4 separate regions of the Gossypium hirsutum genome follow, and all the other regions are linked to region 4. Evidence: chromatin contacts called from public Hi-C data. All regions are on one chromosome and are shown on one strand. The core of a region is the stretch at or near the end of the contact, and the rest is flanking DNA. Distances in the headings are between cores, read along the strand shown.

Evidence for each region. Hi-C and Micro-C count contacts between places; a contact is called where the count stands out from the background.
Region 1: a contact with region 4 is called in a Hi-C map of leaf, with 2.7 times the contacts expected there. The contact joins the enhancer-like site here to the promoter of LOC107909649 in region 4. A contact is called at or near these places in 5 of 34 Hi-C or Micro-C datasets (hypocotyl and leaf).
Region 2: a Hi-C map of leaf shows a contact between it and region 4, with 4 times the contacts expected there. The contact joins the enhancer-like site here to the promoter of LOC107909649 in region 4. A contact is called at or near these places in 15 of 34 Hi-C or Micro-C datasets (callus, hypocotyl, leaf and 1 more).
Region 3: a contact with region 4 is called in a Hi-C map of leaf, with 4 times the contacts expected there. The contact joins the promoter of LOC121219793 here to the promoter of LOC107909649 in region 4. A contact is called at or near these places in 6 of 34 Hi-C or Micro-C datasets (hypocotyl, leaf and seedling).

What each region holds. Positions count from the first base shown.
Region 1 is chrD08:20,972,779-20,975,478 of Gossypium_hirsutum_v2.1, forward strand. No RefSeq gene overlaps it. Among protein-coding and RNA genes, the nearest start is that of LOC107907677, 85 kb to the right of the region's middle. Within about 2 kb of position 1,368, at least 8 of the 9 cell types and tissues checked have an H3K27ac peak or open chromatin away from gene starts, as enhancers often do. A contact at or near this core is called in hypocotyl and leaf, where this site is marked.
Region 2 is chrD08:20,939,169-20,941,868 of Gossypium_hirsutum_v2.1, forward strand. No RefSeq gene overlaps it. Among protein-coding and RNA genes, the nearest start is that of LOC121219793, 79 kb to the left of the region's middle. Within about 2 kb of position 1,368, at least 6 of the 9 cell types and tissues checked have an H3K27ac peak or open chromatin away from gene starts, as enhancers often do. A contact at or near this core is called in hypocotyl and leaf, where this site is marked.
Region 3 is chrD08:20,859,938-20,862,637 of Gossypium_hirsutum_v2.1, forward strand. LOC121219793 (probable alpha,alpha-trehalose-phosphate synthase [UDP-forming] 11) reads right to left here and starts at 1,371. Exons shown (of 4, transcript XM_041098121.1): 1 at 1-1,371. The coding sequence starts at 1,007.
Region 4 is chrD08:20,576,698-20,579,397 of Gossypium_hirsutum_v2.1, forward strand. It overlaps LOC107909649 (tRNA (adenine(37)-N6)-methyltransferase), which reads right to left and starts at 1,301. Exons shown (of 9, transcript XM_016837267.2): 1 at 1,055-1,301; 2 at 853-974; 3 at 643-752; 4 at 261-456; 5 at 67-159. The coding sequence starts at 1,127.

The DNA of each region.
Region 1 (2,700 bases), core at 118-2,617, 400 kb after region 4:
ACATCAATTTCATTCCCAAATCCACATCTACGTCTAATTCTTTCCATTCGATTTCTACAAAGCTTAGTCTCCATAAAGAAGACAATTTGGGGATTATAAGTCCTCAGCGTATGCTGAAGCCTTCGAACTGTACGGAGACCCCCCAATCCATGGACATTCCAACTCAGTATTTTCATTGTGTTTGGTCAGCTTGCCATTTGGTAGCCGCCGATGATAAATGATTAGGATCCACCATTCTTCTATTTCCCAATATGTTTCTCATCTCTTCTCTTCCTGTTAGATCTTTATTTTTCCCTCCAGGCCTTTTTTTCCCCTCTTCCCCTACTAGAGCTATATCTTCTAGATCCTGATCCATCGCATTAGGGGTTAAATTCTCCTTTCCTCGTACCAGGTATGATGAACCTCCCTCCAAATTAAAGCCAAGAACTGGATCAATAGATTTCCCATATTTTGTTTTCCACCTCGGGTGCTTCTTGCCCATTCTGAAACCTCCAAATTCTGCATCAGTTCCTCCGTTATCGCCATCTCCTTCCTCCCTTAGCCAGATACTATTCATTGATAATGACCTCCGTGATTGTGCTCTGATAGATATCTCCCAGCCCATTTCTGTAATTTCCACTCCAAGGTTCATTTTTGCCTCGTAAAATGAGCCATTATGCCCCAATCTCCCACAATAGAAATATAACAATGATAAACCTTCATATTTGAAGGTGACGTATGAACATTTTCCACCAAAAGATATTTTCTTCCTCCTTTTCAAAGGACGCCTTATATCGATTTGAACTCTAATTCTCATAAAATTCCTATTTTCTTTTCCCAGATATGATACATCATGTTCCATGAAGTTCCCCAAGAAACTAACTAACTGGGCAGCCAAGATTTCAGAAAAAAGGCCAATAGGGACATCATGAACCTGAACCTAAAAAGGTGTCAGAAATGGAGACATGTAACGGATCCTCCCCTAATTTCAATTTGTAAAGGACCAGCAGATGGAACCTTTTAAAACCCTGTTCATTCCATGATGTGAAAGAATTGAAACAAATACTTTTTTCCTCCCAGATCTCGGATTCGTACTCCCTTAACCGGAGGCCACAGATTCGCCATTGTACTTTTCATTGCTGGGAAGTGGGTCGTGCTTGCTGTGAGAAAACATCCTACTAGTTGAGTGGTCTCACCCCTAATTTCCTTACTTGGATCTGTTGGGATGTGAATAATTTCCTCCTGTTCTTCATTAATCGACAATTGGGCTAACTCATTCTCCATACTTTGCAGGTAAAAGTTTTTTCAGCTTTTGTGGGTCACAATTCCTGTTGCAAGAGAAGGACTTACACAGACCACAGATATCGAAGGGCAAAGTAACAAGGAAAAAACAAATAATGAAAAACCTAAAAACTCTTGCCAGTGGCGGCAGACAAAGGCGTGCCAGGGTAGCAGACTTATAATCATTTCTTTTTTTTTTTTTACTTCTAGTACTACAATTAAAAAATAATAATATATAAACAATTTAACACTTCTTTTATCTTTTTAAATTTATGGAATATCCAAACAAACTTTTATTTTTACTTTCTTCTAAGTATCTAAACAAACTTTTTGCATATGTGTTAATGATTTTTATTTTAAAACCAATACTACTTAAATTATTAAAGTAAAGAATTAAATTATTTCAAATCTTGCAGTTTATATTATAAATCTTATTAATATCCATCATAGTTAAATTAGTTGAAACAGAAATTTGCTTCCACTATAATTTTTAACCATATTGTTTCAATTCTTCTACTCTAATTTAATGAAGTAATTCCATGCATCTTCAATTCATGATGGTGTTAATATTTCGCCTTTAATTTGGATGACTTGGCATGTAAGGGTGGATTAGTTTTCAATTATTTGACACATGTAATGTTAGTCTAAAAGACATTATTAAATAAATAACAATTATTATCTACTTGAAAATTTTTAAAATATTTTTTTTTGATAAATAAGAGAAGGCATCACATTGCCTTCTTTCAAATCATTCTTACATTGACATCTCCTAATTTATTTTCTAAAAGTAATTTCCTAACATGGAACGAGGGAATATCGATCATAACTAAATTCACTTCATTTGAGGGACAAGTTCTTGCTAACCAGTTGGCAACCATGTTCCCTTTTCTGTGCACAAATTGGAATTTGATAGCCACAAATTTCAGCCCCTCCTTAATCATCTCCACTTCCACCATACAATCAGTTTCGATAATTACCTTATTGTGAAAAAATTGAACGTCAATAATGACAATGTATCACAAAGAAATAGAAAGAAAAATAAAGAATACAGATTTTTACGTTGAAACTCTTTCGGAAAAAATCACGGGCAGAGGAGAAGATAATTCACTATGTCGAATTCGAATGATTACAAGAGAAGTAGACTATGTCTATTTATAAGTGTGTAAAACCATATTCTAATCAAAATAAAATAAAATAAAAGTAATGCAGTAAGGTTAAAACATCATATTCAAATCAACATTAAACAGAGGAGGTGTAACACTCTTAACCCGTATCCATCATCGAATTAGGGTTACGAGGCATTACCTAACACAACATAGTCTAACACAGTCATTTATCAAAATTCATGTCTACTAATCATATCTCATATACAAACCATACTTCTTTTCCATGCAAACTAATTTCACAATATAATTCATACACTGAAATTTAACCAAGTCA
Region 2 (2,700 bases), core at 118-2,617, 360 kb after region 4:
CGCGTAGTTGTGAAAACAGAAAAAAGAGTCGTAATGGGTGGGTAATAGGCCAAGTCCAAGGTGATAGACCTTTGAAATTGGTGGTGGACCCCTTTCCCCCCCAGCTGCATCTCTTTGAATTTTCAAATTATGTCCTACCCTTATATTTTATAATTTTGCATATATCGGGATTAAAAATAAAATAGCAATATTAATAATTTAATTACATTCTTATATGGTGTTTAAAAGATAAATGAGTTAACCTAACAACCTTATCTCAACCCTTTTTGAACGTTATTTATTTGAATACAAAAGCAGAGGAAGCCAAGTTTCCAAAGATTCTTTGATCCTTCACGTAACTTTGGTCAAAGTGTTGGAACCAATCAGTTGACGACAAGCTGGAAAGTTTGACAGGCTCTTCTGTCATTGGTTTTGTTTTGTTTTGTTTTGTTTCTCATGCATTTCCTATGTAAAGACGCGACTAAAGTTTTTTTTAAAATAATCGAACCTTTAAGGATATATATGATCTAGGACGAAAATGACCTGAGCCCACCCAAGATTTTTCATGAGAAAAGGATTAGAGAGAGAGGTTATAGTATTTTGGTTGGTTAGGTCATTTGCCCACGTTTTCGGCTGGTTTTCAAAGAGTTGTGAAGAGAATGAGTCTTTCTTTCACATCAACTTTGCTTTTCTTAATTCTATTTAGACTTTGTTTCCAATATACTCACAATAACATTTTTTTTATTAATTTCACTTGTCGAAATACCACCTATTAATATAGCATAAAATCTTTTTTTTTTTGGTTTGAAATATTGAGTTTTATGTCTTTTCCTAGGAAGCTGCCTACTGCTTGAACAATGTCAAACTCTTACCAATTGTTTGAATCTTAGGAAACATGATGAAAAATTAAAATACAAAGGAAATACTGTTTTCTTATATCTCAAGTATTTCGATAATTGAATCCGAAACTAATATTGAGAGTTTAATACATATAAATCTATTAAAATAGTTGAGATCATTTTTCTTTCTACTTCACCCTTATGGTGAATAAAATGCTTTGGAATGACCGAATTTTAAATGTTTGGCGCATCCAGGTAGCAAAGTAGACGAACTTTTTCTCTTTTGAGGTTTGGTATAGAATCAACTACTTTATTTTCGGCACCAATCATTTGAAGTTAGCTTGATAGTCGAATACCCTGAATGGAGTCTCATCAATGTCCGAAATTACATCCATTTAAAGTTGGAAGAAAAAAGTAAAGCCTCCTCTTCCCTCCCCTAAATGCAGATGTCAATTTATAGTGAACAATGTTGGGGTTACACCCATCCTTATGCCTACTTGAATTGGACTCTCATATAAAGTGATGGATGTTATTTAAAATTAGACTAGTTCTAATTGCTGGTCATATTGGCATGCATTCAATGAAAGGCCCAAAGATCCAATTCCTTCGACTGACCCAAGGGACCAGTTAAATCAATTCAACCTTTTTTTTTAACTGCAAAAACTCAAGTGGTCCCGATGAGTTAAAAAGTTATACATTCATGTAACGTAACTTCAGCATTCGGCTGATTTATCCCATGGACCGTCCTATCAGATCTTCATGTTTTATTCTGAATTAAAACTGTGTCAAATTGGACAAAATCGCCACTTCAACCAGATAAAGTAGTAACAAATTGCAGAGTCACCACAGCAGCTTGATCCATCGCCGCCTACTCCTGCCCTGCCCTACTGCCTAACACTATCTATCTTACACGACATTAGACACCTTTTTCTTGTGAATCAGTTAGTGCTTTGTCTGAAAACACATTAAAGTCTTAACAATTAAAACAAGGACAAAACTCAAAGCACACCACTTGTTTACTTCACATTGACAAATTACTCTACTAATTAAATAGCTTATTAACAATGCAAAGTAATTGGTGGCTCCAAAGGGAGTGTTAATGAGCTATTTAATGATAGTGAGTTTGCAGTCTTAATAAGCTATTTAATTAATAGACTAATTTCTCAATGTGCAAGTAAACAAGTGGTTTGTTTTTGAGTTTTGTCCTTTTAAAAAAAATAGAAATAAATAAACCTTGCTCAGCAGCCCAAGCTTTTTAGACCACATTTTTCCAGGCCCACCTTTGTTGGTTAGAGAGGTTTGAGCCATTATTGGATCAAATTGCCTTGACCCACCACCGTGAATCATTTTATATATTTATTAACAGCACGTCGTAGCCTTACTGGATTGCAAGCCTATTTTACTCGTTCAATAATGCCTAATGGGCTTCATACAAGTAATACACACACAATTTTGGAATCAAACACCTAATTTGTATTGCTTTTTATATTGCATTGTGTCAACGCAGATACATTTTTCATACGAAATGGAGTTTTAAAATTACTTTTGTTAAAAAAAAACTAGATTATTTTTTTTAGAGAATTTTAATTAAGTTTATTTATTTATTTATTAATTATCTTTTAAGTAGTCTCAACTACATAATCAATCATATCTAAAAAGAAAAATAAATTAGACACAACCTTTTTTGTGTCAAGCAAACAAGTTGAACAAAACACAATTATTTGCATCATTTTATATATTTTTAGTTTAAGGTACAAAAAGCACATAACTTTTTTTGGAAAAATCAATTAAACTCTCTTTTTTTTTTCATTCAATCAATCCTTTGGATCATTAATTTTAACAATTAATTATTAATGAAAACTTTTTTTTTATTTTTGCAATC
Region 3 (2,700 bases), core at 121-2,620, 280 kb after region 4:
AAGTCCAAATCATCGACGCCAACCATCATAATTTTCCCCTCATACTTATGCTTCAGCTCCTTAGCCATCCTAAGGGTGCTTTCCTCGGACATCATAGATTCAAGTTGCCCCATATGAATCCCAGCAGGCAAAATCTTAATAGTCACAGTCCTCCCATAATATTCTAATGCAATGTGACCCCTGTTGGACTCAGAATGCAAGCCCAAAATCCTTCGACAAGAAGACAAGAAATGCCTAGCGTAATCGAATGTATGGAAGCCAATCAAATCGCAATTTAGCAAAGCTCTAAGAATCTCATCTCTAACAGGTAAAGTTTTATACATATCAGATGAAGGAAATGGACTGTGTAGAAAAAAGCCAAGCTTTACCCTATTAGACCGTCTCCTCAAGAAAGTAGGTAAAGCCATAAGATGATAATCATGCACCCAAACATGATCTTCATCTTCATCATCTCTATCCGTTACTTCCAGAACTTTATCAGCAAATATTCTATTAGCAGACACGTAAGCCATCCACTGTGAACGATCGAAACGTCCCCCATCGTTCCCCGTCATGGGCATCATGTAATGAAACAAAGGCCATAGATAGTGTTTACAAAAGCCATGATAAAACTCGTTCCGCATATCCACGGGCAGAAATATGGTTTCGCAACTGAACTTGTCGTGCAGAACTTGAGCCACCTCCTCTTGATCCGCTGTGTCTACATCAGCTTTCAACGTCCCAACGTATCTCACCTCTGTATCAGGAGGGAAAGCGTCTCTCAGCAGAGCAAGGAGATCATTCTCGTCAAATTCAAAGCACCATTCATTGGAGACCGAGTCCCTCCACGCACGTAAAGGCAACTGGTTGGAAACGATAATAACCCTTTTCCGTGGCATAGCTTGCTGATCTTCTCCGAAATCAGATATGACTCCTGATACCTTCATGACTCGCGGGATCCGATTCATGACTCGAAAATCATCGGTAGACAATAAATTTAATTGGTCTAAGCAGCAACTAGAAACCATGTTTCAAGCGAAGAAACCCAACTCCGTATGTGAAATTCTATACAAACATAGAAAACAGAAGAAGAAGAAGAAGAAGAAGAAAAAGAAAAGGAATCAAAGAACCAATACAGGGGTATTCAAAAAATCAATGAAGAAGGGAGTTTAATTCTTTGGTGTTGTTTTCTTTCTATACGTTCTCTGAGAAGGGAAGGTTGCAGCTTTAGGGTTCTGTTAAAAGGCATTTACAGAAGAGCATTATTACAAAGAAATATGAATCTTGGCAGCGATTTAAATCAAAGATATGGATACACATTCCATAAAGGAACCCAAGAAACGGAGGAAAAAGAGAGAGAAAGAGCTCTTAAGCAAGGAAAGAAGCAGGCTGAGGATAAGAACGAAAAGAGTGAGAGAAAGAGAGAAAATATTATATATGTGCGTGAGTTTGTCAAGGCATGGTTCCAACGGTCCTGATTCAATGCGTCTACACCATTATCTTCTGAACTTGGGTACATCAGGTTCTCTCCTCACTGTAACCGACTCTTTATGTCCGATCCACTGTTCGCCAGCGGTTACTTTTATTTTACTACTTCATAATTTTGTTCTTTGCCTTTAAAAATTTTTAAAGTTAAAAAAAATAAAAGCAATAATAAATGAGAGATAGGGATAAGTAAGACTAAGATTTACGTATTTTTAATGTGATTTTGGATTAGTGCTTATCGAATCACTAATGGTGCGATTACATATTTAATCATTGACATTAAATGTTAGCTAGCATTTCTTTTATTATGCTATGGGTTGTATTAATTAAGCTATTCAAATAGGTTATTTAAAAAAAATGATAAAAGCAGTGATATAGAAATCAAAATACTTAATATATTTTTATTTGATTTTTAATACACTAAGTAAAATAATCTTTTGCATTAATTTTAAGCGTGCTAACAAAATTTGTATACATTGATAAAATCACAAAAAAGAAAGGTTACTTATGATTTGAGAATTAAAACAGCATTAGTATTATATGCATCATTTATTAAGAAGTATTAAGGATTAGGTTAACACCTTCATTCTGCCATTAATCAAGGTGCTGAATTTTTGGAGCAAAAGGGACAATTATGTATTTTTTTTTATATATTTTACACTCTTAAATAGCGATAACCAAATAGAAAGGAAGATTTTTTTTTATTAATTTCGAAAAGTAGCACGTCAAAAAAAAATCAGAAAGAAACGTGTCCGAAATCGCTACACAGATTTACTCGGTCATGAATTTTCTCATCGCTGGCACGTGTAAAGATTTTAACTCTAGACGCCTATCCATCAGACTCTCTCTCTCTGTCAAAGGACATCTCTTTTTCTTTTGGATTTTTTCAAATATTTTATTTTAGAGTAAACATATTCTATTTTTATTTTATTTTTATTTTCATTATCCGTGACGAGGTTCAGGGAAAAACACTTGAACAAAGTTGTTTTTTTTTTATTTATTATTAATTAAATTTCATGTGCAATAAATTAAAGGGAGGTAGAGATTGCCAGGTGGAATTATTTTAGTGGAAATGTGGCGTGTTTGGGTTGTTAAACGAAGCCAAAGTCACGGACGTGTCTTCGACTGATGACGGGGCAGATTCGCGTATCTTCGGAGTTAGTGTTGTCAACCACTTATGAGCTGCCACGTCACTCACCAACCTAGGACATTTCTTTCCTTCAAAAATTGTTGTAA
Region 4 (2,700 bases), core at 51-2,550:
TATATTGAAGAAAAAATCATAGGTAAACATGTTGCAACAATAACACATTTGTACATGACTCCATACCTTTGCTACAGTAAGTCCTATAGGACACGGTCGATGTGGAGATCGTGTAGCAAAAACTCCCAGCCTTCCTCCTTTCAATCTTGGAACTCTGACCTATTAAGTGACCAACCTTCCATAGAAGTCTAAGGATGATAAGAAAGTTCCATAAAAGATAGAAAGGAATATACATATATCATTATTATAGTTCCACAAACCTTGGCCTTAAACTTTGATTTAGATGGATGCTTCCATAACTTTTCCAGATCTGTATTCAAATGAAATACATATATAATCCAGCAATGAGAGTATTCCTCGAGACCCTCAAGTGATGCTGGAGGCACTCTAGTTGAATCAAAAACCAAACATGCCCTAGCAAGAGGGACAAGTAGAGGTTGCCTAGGGGTTCCATTCCTACATAAATTTTACAAGCAATTGGAACCTTTCTTGAGTAGCAAAGATAAATTAGTAGTAAGCTTCAATCAGATTATTTACCAAGGCAAGCGTTATTATTGCATAGCTTCTATTAACAGAATAAAAAATGTTATTTACCCAATCAGTCATTATTTTTTTTTAAACGAAGCACCATCTGGAAATCACCTTGTAGAAAAACAAGATTGAACGATACCAATAGGTGCCATTGGATACGATGGTATGTCTAAATTCTCAGACTTGGCTTGTGGTTGAGCGACTACTGCTTTCCTCAATGCCTACAAATGTTGGATTTTTTCTTACAAATAAATAACAAAACCAAAAGAAAACTAACAGTCATCATAAAGAATAAAAACAATAAAAGAAAGAAGGAAGAACCTGTTGAGCCCTAATCCGACCTTGTCTTTCAGCAGCACATTTTTCCAAAGCAGAATTGAGGGATTTTTGAAGCTCTTTCATCTTTGAATCCCATTCTATCAAATTTTTCTTCCATATATAAACTGAAAGAAAGAATATCAACATCCACCATTGATACAAATTAAATAAAAAAAAATAAAAAGGGGGTGGAGAGAGATGATACAGGAGATAGCTGAAGAAGCAGAAAACAGAGTAGCAAGTGCCAATGCTAAGATGGAGTATCGGGTGGAGGACATGGGTTTTGTGTAATTAGTGCTTGTAGTATTTCTTCTTCTGCTCTTTCGTCCAAGTATAGCTAGCCGCAGTTGGGTTGAGTAGGGTTTTAGCTTACGAACAAACAAGTTTGAACTTTGAAGTTTCTTCTACTTCATTTATTTTTTAATTTTGGTTGGCACTTGGGAATTGAGATAGTATGGCATGGATTTTTAAATTGGATCAAACAGAGAACTGCTGTAAGCCCGCAAATAATGATCCAAGGCCCTTGTTGTTTTTGTTCCTTCGGCCATGGCTAGCCCCTGGAAACTGTTACTACAATCCAATTTAGACCGTGTTAAGTGACAAAGGTCCATACTTGGGAAATTTACAGAAATAATACTAAAATAATCATTTATTACTTAAATAATATACATCTATTTTTATTTACCCAAATGATATATTTTGAAATAGTAAAAAATAATTTGGGTTTCCAATTGATGCTGATTTCGACATTAGTAAACTTAAATTGTTCTTTTTAATATTAAAAAAGTAAAAATATTAAAATTATAATTTTAAAAAATAAAAAATTATGAAAATAAAAAATTTTTAAAATTATTTTTTTAAATTAAATATAAAAAATTATAAAATTCAATATTATCTAAACTAAATTAGACCAGAAAATTGGTTGGGTATTGATAATGAAAGGTAAAAAATTGGTTTACCCATGATTTTTGTCCAACTGGTCTAGTTCGGTATTTATAACAATGAATTTTGAATTTTTTATATTTTTAAAACATTTTAATTTTGAATTCTAAAGAGTTTTTCATTTTTTATTTTAAAAATTATAATTTTAAACTTTTATGTTTTTTAAAATATGAAAAAAAATATTTTAAATACTTTTAAAGAGTATGGACCAAATTAATAGAAAATTATTGTAAATGTTCAAGGCTAAAAAAATTTAAAAATTTTAAAAATTAGTTGACCCATGAACTAGTACGAATTGTTTAACCCCAGGCTAAAAGATCATTTAAACAAATAGTTGAATTGATTTTTACAATTTTGTAATTTTTAATTTTTTATAATTTATTTGCTTTAAACCGATTAGGCCAGTGATTATGGGAACTAATTTGTCAGACCAGTTTAAAATTGGTTCAACTATTAGTGCAATCGATTTTTTAGCTAGCTTCTATAACTCAACCAATTTTTTATCCAACTAGTTTGGTCTGGATTAGATAACATTAAATTTTAGAATTTTTTATATTTTATTTAATTTTTTAAAATTTTAAAGAGCTTTTATTTTTCATAATTTTTTATTTTTAAAAATTATAATTTCAAGTCAATTTGGTCATTGAGAAACTCAAATTATTATTTTTATTATTAAAACATATTATGTGAGTAGATAAAAGTAAATCTATATTATTTGAGTGATAAATTATTATTTTAATATTATTTCTGTAAATTTCGCGTCCATATGTTCAAGAGATATACTATAGCGTTAATATACAATTTAATATCAGAACTTAAATAGGTTTTCTTAGTTTGATACATATATTTTTTTTATCAAAGTGATAGTTAAAGTTTCACATATTATGAGAATAATTTAACATCGTTAAT